Regions from separate parts of the Sus scrofa genome. Here regions 2 and 3 are each linked to region 1. A link is a contact called in public Hi-C and HiChIP or PLAC-seq data. All regions are on one chromosome and are shown on one strand. Each heading gives the region's core, a stretch centred on a gene start, on an enhancer-like site or on the middle of the called end of the contact. The rest is flanking DNA. Distances are from core to core; before and after follow the strand shown.

What was found. A called contact is a pair of places that touch in the nucleus more often than the background predicts. HiChIP or PLAC-seq counts read pairs in DNA pulled down with a chosen protein or histone mark.
Region 2: a contact with region 1 is called in a Hi-C map of embryonic fibroblasts, with 2.3 times the contacts expected there. The contact joins the promoter of ADRB1 here to the promoter of DCLRE1A in region 1. A contact is called at or near these places in 6 of 47 Hi-C or Micro-C datasets (brain, embryonic fibroblasts, fetal heart ventricle and 3 more) and 1 of 2 datasets of contacts at active chromatin or transcription factors (alveolar macrophages).
Region 3: a contact with region 1 is called in an H3K27ac HiChIP or PLAC-seq map of alveolar macrophages. The contact joins the promoter of CASP7 here to the promoter of DCLRE1A in region 1. A contact is called at or near these places in 1 of 5 promoter capture datasets (fetal liver), 2 of 47 Hi-C or Micro-C datasets (embryonic fibroblasts and heart right ventricle) and 2 of 2 datasets of contacts at active chromatin or transcription factors (alveolar macrophages and skeletal muscle).

Annotation. Positions count from the first base shown.
Region 1 is chr14:124,160,874-124,163,890 of Sscrofa11.1, forward strand. It overlaps DCLRE1A (DNA cross-link repair 1A protein), which reads right to left and starts at 1,506. Exons shown (of 10, transcript XM_013983742.2): 1 at 1,367-1,506; 2 at 1-859. The coding sequence starts at 194. It overlaps NHLRC2 (NHL repeat containing 2), which reads left to right and starts at 1,844. Exons shown (of 11, transcript NM_001243561.1): 1 at 1,844-2,046. The coding sequence starts at 1,869.
Region 2 is chr14:124,398,808-124,401,824 of Sscrofa11.1, forward strand. ADRB1 (adrenoceptor beta 1) reads left to right here and starts at 1,523. Exons shown (of 1, transcript NM_001123074.1): 1 at 1,523-2,932. The coding sequence starts at 1,523. The coding sequence ends at 2,932.
Region 3 is chr14:124,016,328-124,019,344 of Sscrofa11.1, forward strand. It overlaps CASP7 (caspase-7), which reads left to right and starts at 1,449. Exons shown (of 7, transcript XM_021073322.1): 1 at 1,449-2,295. It also overlaps a transcript of NRAP not described here.

The DNA of each region.
Region 1 (3,017 bases), core at 256-2,755:
TTTTTATTTCTGTTTCGTTTTGATTGGTACTTTCCATCTGTTGCTTTTTCAACAGATTTTGGAATATTCTCAGAGCAATTATTTGAATGTACTGATTTAGGTTTTCTTTTGGATTTGTATTCCCAGATGTCTTCTTCCAAAAAAGTGTCTTTTTCCAAAAAAGTGTCTTCTTCCAAAAAAGTGTCTTCAAACATGGCAAAATGACTTTAATCATAAAAGAAGCACTAATCTAAGTAAACTGAGGGTCTACTTCCTGTTACGAAAATTTTAAATAGAATTCTTATTCCGAAAAAAAACAAAAACAAAAACAAAAAACCCCTCTAACCTGATGGGATTCTAAAGCTTTGGTAATGAATATATTGGCAAACTACAAACCTTATACCTGAGAACACCTGCTATTCCATTTATACTACAATGAAATTAACAGGGGTAGCATCTGAGAAGTTTTCCATTGTGTATATTTCATTCAGGTATCTTGGCTTTTTCCAGGACTTGTTTCATAAATAAAAATCAGTAATACTTTCAACGCGAAGCCCTAATGGGAAGCATAGGGTTAACAGTTTAATTTTAGAAGGAGCTTTGTAAAATTGTTATCAAGCGTCCTTCAATTCTATTTCAACTGGACAATTGTCCAAATAATACAAACCCAACCACAGTTCTTGGGTAGACGGCTCAGCAGGTATTCCAAACATTCCAAACACTGAAGGCTTCAGTTTGCTAGTAACACTAATCACACCATAATCAAATGTGTGTGAGTCGCAAAAAGCTTAATTGCCCTTATCTGTGACTCGTGGATATTCAACAACTTCAGTGTCCTGGGTCAGTTCAATTATCTTCTTCCAGCAGCAATGAACAAACACTGCACAATGAACAAACAAAATTCAAAGATGTGAAGTCGTGCTCGCACTGAGGCCACCCACATTCCTCACTCCAGACCACAGGGGTGACCTGCCCTCTCTCCACCAGCCTCAAAACCAAAGTTTACCTGCCTGATGCCTCTCAGTTGCTCGACCTCCTCTTTAGATGTAGGAGGGTGAGAGGCCAGTGAATGGGCCCTTACCCGCTCTAGGGTAGGGAGAGGGTGAGCTGCTGACACAGCCCGCTCCGCAAAAGCCGTCAGAGCCCTTCCCTTCCGAAGACAGAGCCCGAGCCTTCAGGGATCCCCGCCGCCACCCACCTGCCACCCTCACCCCGCCTTGTGCAGCTGCAGCTGAGTCCACTTCCCTCGCGCCCCCTTCCCCTGCTCGGCTGACAATCTATTCGCGCCCGCACTTTCAGCACTGGACCGTAACAAAATCCTGCGTTTGTGTATAAGCCAAAGCCATTGGCTAGTCACTCCCAACTTTAAAAAAGCCTGCTCCTTTACCTTTCGTGTCGTGGCGGGAACAGTTTCCTGTTACCGATGTTGTGTCGAATCAGCTGATCTTGGTCTAAAAGTGGGACTTTTAAAAGAAAAAAAGTTTGTGCCCTTTTAAGTCCTACGGATTTATTTTGTTTTATTTTAGTTCTAAAACCTGCTAATTTCCAAAGTGAAGGGTTGGGGAATGGGTCTCTGAGAACTTCTAGAACGCTTGCCCAGAGGCCTTTTCCATGTTGAATCTGGCGCGCTGAATGTGCAGACTCAGCTGTGGCGTGAGGATTTAGAAGGGGCGGGGTGGTTTGGGACGGTAGTTTAATTACGTGCCTGGGAATAGTGTCGATTTGTGCTCTAGCGTTTGAAGAAAAGTGCCATTAACTTGGAGGGGGGCCGGTGGTGGGTGAGGCGAATGTACTGTTCTGAAACCGAAGGGCTGTAAGCGCTTCCCCCTTTCTCTAAACGAGGCCGTCCGGCGGGCTCGGCAGCCGCCTCTGGACGGTCCGGAGAGAACATGGCGGCGCCCGGAGCCCGGAGCTGCAGCCTGTCGGGCCTGCTCCCGGCTCAGACCTCGCTGGAGTACGCCCTGCTCGACGCCGTCACCCAGGAGGAGAAGGACAGCTTGGTCTACCAGTATCTGCAGAAGGTGGACGGTTGGGAGCAGGACTTATCAGTGCCCGAGTTTCCGGAAGGTGAGGGGCTGGCTTCAGGGTGGGGACCCCTCCCGGAACCTCCCCTTCCTCGGGGACTGCGCCCTCCCCTGAAGCGGTGGGCGAGGCGGGATTGTGCCACCGCGCCGGGGAGAGGCGCTTCGCACAGCGGAGCATCTGTCCCCCGGCGGCGGCGGCGGCGGCGGACCGTGGGTTTATGGAGGGCGGGGACCTGCATCTTCATCTCTGCAATCATCTAGATCTGCCCGGGCCTTATGTTAACTAAGTAACTTTCCCCGAATGTTTCGTTGGCATGATGCCAGTGTCCATGCCACCCTGTCCTTCCAGTCTGGTTGCCCAGCATCATCATAATTCTGCATTATCGTAGCTAACCTTTATTGATCAGTTCTTAGGGGCCCCACACAGTTTTCATCACTTTAAGGGTACTATTTTATTTAATCCTCTCTGCAGTCCATTGAAGTGCTCTTAATTAGCCTTATTTTATAAATTGGGGGACTCAGGCACGGGATCAGGGAGATTGAGTCGTTTGCCGAGGGCATCCTAACTAAGAATTACCAGAGTCGGAATCAGCAGACTCCCTTCTTCTGCCGGTTTCTTTGCTGTGCCACACTCCTCTGTTCAAAGTTTGAAACTTGTAATTTTAAAAGTCTGAATTATGACCTGTCTCCAGGGTTTGAATCCTGGCTCTGTGAATGTTTGGAGCACTAGGGAACCTGATATTCCTAGCAGTGCTGTTTATGAAGCGCATCTTATTGTGATACATGAAACCGAACTTTACCTTCTTTGGTTGGGGCTGGCATTGTTTTGCCTGGTGGTGTTGGCGTATCTCCTGGCATGACACTGAAACCACATGTATAGTTAATTGGTTGGACGTGACAGGGTTCAGTATCTCATGAGAGGTATATGGGAACCTTGGCTCTGATGACAGCCTCCTGTGCTTCTAAGCCTTTTGCTCTCTCTCCTTCAAAAGTGCTAATTTTTTTCTGTTATTA
Region 2 (3,017 bases), core at 273-2,772, 240 kb after region 1:
TCCTCTGATATAACTTTAAATGCTATTAGATTGTAATCTTCTTGAGTATTTACATGTGTTCTTCTCTCATCCCTGGGAAACTAATCCTAGAGTTCTCAGAATCTGGGAACTTGGGCAAAGGAGAAAACAACCCAGCAGACCCAGAAATAAATCTCAACTCATTATGTCAACCAAAACGAACGTACGTTTTTGTTTGCATCGACTCAGCTCAAATGATAAAATCATGTGAATAATAAAACACCACATCCAAGTGTTATTACTGAAGGTGAAAAGTCTGAAATGTAATTAAATGTGTTCTTTCTTGGTGACAGTGTCATTTACTTTACCTTAACATTCGTGTTTCCTTAAGCCTCGCTCTCCACATTATCGACACACTGTTGCGTCACACTCACACAACCATCAGCTGGGACTGAGAAGTGTGTTTTTCCAACTGGTCTTCAGCATTAGCTGTCAGATGCACAAACGTCCCCATCCTTCCCGCATCTGCTGCACTGGAACCACAGAAGCTTCTTGCAAAAAATAGCTCCCAGAGAGCGTCCCTGACAGATGCGCGGTTTGCTCTAGCAAGGCGCTTGCTGGAAAGTTTCCTCTAACCGCTAACACCCGCCTCTGATCCCCCGAGCTGGCAGGGCGCAGGCTGGCTGGGTCCCCTCCTGACGGGGGAAGGATTTTACACACAGCCTACTAGGCAGCCCAACAGGAGAAACAATCTTGCAGCAGACTCCTTCAACCCCAGCAGGCAGACGGTGCAAGGCGCTCTGGCGCTTGGAGAACACCAAGGTCCCCACCCCGCCGCTAAAGGAAACGCGCGCTCTGCTCTGCGGGGAAACTGCGCACTGGAGGTAAAGGGGTGGCTACTTAAGCTGGGGCGCAAGAGGGAGCCAAACGCCGGAGGCGCAGGAAAGGAGAGATTGGGGGCTGTGGAAGGGGACAGGGTGGGAACCAGGCGCAGTAGGGGGCCGAGGGGAACTGGGCGCTAGAACTAGCGAGCTCAGGGAGGGGCGCGAGCGCAGGAACCCGCGGGCGCCGAGGCGGCGCTCGCTGGGCGATCTCCTCCGGACTCCCCAGAGCTGCTGAACCGCCGGGGGCGGGGAGGGGGTGAGGGGAGTTGCGCGGGGGGGGGGGGGAGAACCAGATCGGGGCGTGCCTTCGCTCGGATTGGCTGCAATAGCCTGACGCGAGGCCCCGGGGGTTGGCTCCAGGGAGTGGGAGTGGGAGCGGGGTGGGGTGGGTGCTGGGTGCCGGGGCTGCGGGTTCCGCGCGCTCAGAAACATGCTGAGGTCCCGGCAGCTGTTCCAGCAGCGACAGCGGCTCCAGCAGCAGCGGCGGCGGCGGCGGCGGCGACAGCGCACAGCTCTGGCGGGGAAGGCGCCCTGCGCCCATGCCTCCGGCCCCGCGCCGCGGCTGCCCTGACCTGGCCGCGACCTCCCTCGTCGCGCCCCGCCGCCCGGGCCTCTGGGGGGGTTCCCCGACCGCGGCCCAACTCCGCCACACCCCCCGCCCCCGGCCTCCGCAGCTCGGTATGGGCGCGGGGGCGCTCGCCCTGGGTGCCTCCGAGCCCTGCAACCTGTCATCCGCCGCGCCGCTCCCCGACGGCGCGGCCACCGCGGCGCGGCTGCTGGTGCCTGCGTCCCCTCCCGCCTCGCTGCTGACCCCAGCCAGCGAGGGATCCGTGCAGCTGTCGCAGCAGTGGACGGCTGGCATGGGCCTCCTGATGGCGCTCATCGTGCTGCTCATCGTGGCGGGCAACGTGCTGGTGATCGTGGCCATCGCCAAGACGCCGAGGCTGCAGACGCTCACCAACCTCTTCATCATGTCCCTGGCCAGCGCCGACCTGGTCATGGGGCTGCTGGTGGTGCCATTCGGGGCCACCATCGTGGTGTGGGGCCGCTGGGAGTACGGCTCCTTCTTCTGCGAGCTCTGGACGTCGGTGGACGTACTGTGCGTGACGGCCAGTATCGAGACCCTGTGTGTCATCGCCCTGGACCGCTACCTCGCCATCACGTCGCCCTTTCGCTACCAGAGCCTGCTGACCCGCGCGCGGGCACGGGCCCTCGTGTGCACCGTGTGGGCCATCTCGGCCCTGGTGTCCTTCCTGCCCATCCTCATGCACTGGTGGCGGGACAAGGGTGCCGAGGCACGCCGCTGCTACAACGACCCCAAGTGCTGCGATTTCGTCACCAACAGGGCCTACGCCATCGCCTCGTCCGTGGTCTCCTTCTACGTGCCCTTGTGCATCATGGCCTTCGTGTACCTGCGGGTGTTCCGCGAGGCCCAGAAGCAGGTGAAGAAGATCGACAGCTGCGAGCGCCGCTTTCTCGGCAGCCCCGCGCGGCCGCCCTCGCCCGCGCCCTCGCCCGGGTCCCCGCTCCCTGCCGCCGCTGCCGCAGCCCCGGTAGCCAACGGGCGCACCAGCAAGAGGCGGCCCTCGCGCCTCGTGGCCCTGCGAGAGCAGAAGGCGCTCAAGACGCTGGGCATCATCATGGGCGTGTTCACGCTCTGCTGGCTACCCTTCTTCCTGGCCAACGTGGTGAAGGCCTTCCACCGCGACCTGGTGCCCGACCGCCTCTTCGTCTTCTTCAACTGGCTGGGCTACGCCAACTCGGCCTTCAACCCCATCATCTACTGCCGCAGCCCTGACTTCCGCAAGGCCTTCCAGCGCCTGCTCTGCTGCGCGCGCCGGGTCGCCCGCGGGAGCTGCGCGGCCGCCGGGGATGGGCCGCGCGCCTCTGGCTGCCTGGCGGTGGCCCGGCCGCCGCCGTCGCCCGGGGCCGCCTCGGACGACGACGACGACGAAGAAGACGTCGGGGCCGCGCCGCCGGCGCCCCTGCTGGAGCCCTGGGCCGGATATAACGGCGGGGCGGCAGCTGACAGCGACTCGAGCCTGGACGAGCGGAGCCCCGGGGGCCGCGCCTCGGAATCCAAGGTGTAGGGCCCAGCGCTCCCTCCCCACCTCCCCAGCGGGGATGCAGGCTCTGCGCCGAGAGAAGAGAACCCGGCGCCCCGAAAGGCTTCCC
Region 3 (3,017 bases), core at 199-2,698, 140 kb before region 1:
CATTAAAGTAAAAAATAAAAAAAGAAAGTTTTCCTTAAAATCATCTTCCTATCTGAGCCAGCAACGAATTCCTGTGTGTGACACATGTAAACAAAATTGCTTCATATAATCTATGGTAGACCTTTCTTGTGGATGGAAAATACATTATTTTTCTAGGCAACCTGATCCTGGTTCTGCCACTAGCATGCCTGTAGTGTGGACAACCTCTCTGAGCCTCAGATTCTGTATCTATAATACCAGCAGAGGGATTAGTTGTGAAGGTGGCTCCCATATCTAACACCGTGTTTCATCTTATTTCACGAATAACCTGCAAAACTTGAATTCATAAATGCGATAAATCATAGGGTAACCTATTTGCCCTACTAATAGGCTTTTTATTCCATTTCTCAAATGATTCACCACTGAATTCCTTCAAAAAGAAAATTAACTCTGTGTCTACCATGACTTGGCTCGCCTTGACATTTCAGAAACATGGCTGTTAAAGAAAAGAGTAGCGCAGCCTGTCTTAGTCTGTTCTGGCTGCTATAACAAAAGACAGAAACTGAATAGCTTATAAACACCAGAAACGTATTCTTCACAGTTCTGGAGGCCAGAAGGCTAAGATCAGGGTGCCAGCATGGTTGGGTTCTAGTCAGAGCCCACGTTGGGGTAGCCGACTGCAATTTCTATGTCCTCACATGATAGAAAAGGCCAGGATGCTCAGCCTGGCCTCTTTTATCAAGGCACTAATCCCACTCACCAGGGCTCCACCTTCCTGATTTAAGCACCTCCCAAAGGCCCCCACCTCCTAATGCCATCATTTTGGAGATTTAGTTTCAACATAGGAATTTGGCAGGGAGGTAGGTGGCCCAAACAACCTATAGCACATCCATAGTGGAAATAGTGTAACTGCCTGTTTGAAATATTCAGGAATTCAGGATTCTGGCAGAAGGTAATAAATTATAATCACTCCCTTACACTTGCCTGCGGCCAGTCTTCCTTAAATCAAGGAAGCGTCCTTACCTGGTAAGATATTATGGACGATATTGAAGTCTCAGGCCCAGGGGACAGCAAACAAAAAGACGAGATGCGTTCTTGCCTAATGATGCACGACGAAGAAGGTTCGTTCCTTTCACTGAAGGCGTTGATAGTTCTTTCAAAGCAAACATCTCTGGTATGAATAAAACTGTCAGGTCTCCTTAGCTATTTACACTTCAGTGTAACTGCATGCATAAGCTGCTCCCCCGAGGAATCTTGGAGAGCAAGGCCTTGGAGGCCTCAGCTGGAGGTCCCAGGTTGAATAAAGACAAAAGTGGGAGCATGCATGGGTGTTGGGGGACCTGGGGATGCAAGGCTGGGGGTTAGGTGGCACGAGTGAAAGTACCATATTAGACTCTCTCCCGTTTTAGACTAACTCATGGCCAAGTACCCAGTGGCTGACACATGAGGGCGCTCAATAAATAGTCCATGAATGATTCTGGCGCTACGTCCCGGCCAGCAGGCTCTGTTAAGAGGTGTGGACGTGCTCTGCAGAAAACTGTTAGTTCCTGCCGCCCACGCGTGAGGAAGGCGCGTCAGCGAATGGAAGCAAGTTCTGAGCGGCAGGAGACCACGGCGGCTCCCTCGGCTGGCCCTAGGGAGACGGTAACTCAGGAAGATGCGGGCACCCAGTCCCCCGCATAGACGATCAGGGTCAGGATTTGGCTGAGGAGGAGCCGTTGGGCCTTTGGAACAGGTCCCAGGGCCGGTGCGGAGGCCGAAGTCGCGGTGTAGACCGGAGGCAGCGGGAGGGCAGGAAGGTGGACTCTGACCAGCGCCCCATTATCAAGCGCCGCGAAGTCGGCAGGGCGCACTCTTCAGTCCGCCCGACTGGGACGCTGCGTGCGCCGGGTCTGCGGAGCGCGCCCTTCAGGTCACTTGGAGCGCAGTGGACGCTGCAGAACTTTCTCCTGGAGATTGCGCGCGCAGCTCCGGGACCCCTGTGGATCTCTGCAAACTTTGCCCAGGACGCGTCCGGTGCGCGCGACCAGCTTTGCCTGCCGAGGGCGCCCTCCGCGACGACGCGCGCGACCGTGAGAGCGCGCCCTCCCCGACGGGGCGCGGCGGCGCGGTGGTCCCGCGCGCGGCCGACTCTGAGAAGCGCGGGGTCCCGAGTCGGAGGCGGGGCCCGCAGCCCCGCCCGCCGGGTCGGCGTCCTGCCCGGGGCGACTCCTCCCCTGGCCGCGTTGCGGCTTTACTTTCGCTTTCGTTGGAGCGGCCGCAGACCCTCGGGGCGGAGGGACTGAGACAGCACCAGTTCTGGACGCCGTGGGAACGGTAACTTCGGCCGCCGCGCTTCCGCCCTGCCCTCCTTTCGCCCGCGTTCTCCCTGGCCGTCCGGCTGCCCTCGCTCCTGCCACCCCGAGCGCCGTCGGTGGGATTCGATCCCCAGGGACTGGGCGGCCCCGACGGCTCCACTGAACTTGAGGGAGAGAGCTCTGCCCGCCCCCAACATCACTTGCTTGCTCAGCTTGTCCCTCCCTTCCCTCCTAGTCGCCGGGCTTGGGTCACCGGTGCTCTTCGGGATTTGGCAGAGAAGGGGGGATGGATTTGGAAGGGTGGGAAGGGCCTGGGCTGGCTAACAGTGAGAGCTCCCTTGTGGGGCAGCCGTGGGTTCAGTCCCCCCCTCCCCCCCACTCTGTTTCTCTGCTGTGAGGCCTTGGCCCTCTCTGTGCCCGTCTGTGTAATGGGGATAGTGGTGGGCCCGGGGTGGCGGCTGCTGCGAGGATGGAGTGAGGGGGTTGGGGCGCAGAGCAGTGCTGTCAGGGTGTGTAAGCTCCTGTCATCCCCTCATCACTGTGCCTGGTGCAGGGCGCTGGAAGATTCTTTGAGGAAGTGGAAGAAGGCAGGACTCTCAGGCTGCAGCTCTTCGCCGTTGTATTCACCTTTGGCTTTTGTGGGGCAGTAAAATTATTTGTGGGTGAGTCTAGTGAGTCATTCCCAAGCTTTCTCCCTTGAACTCCTGGGCTGGCTAAGGGCATGGCCCTAAGGTTTGTTTG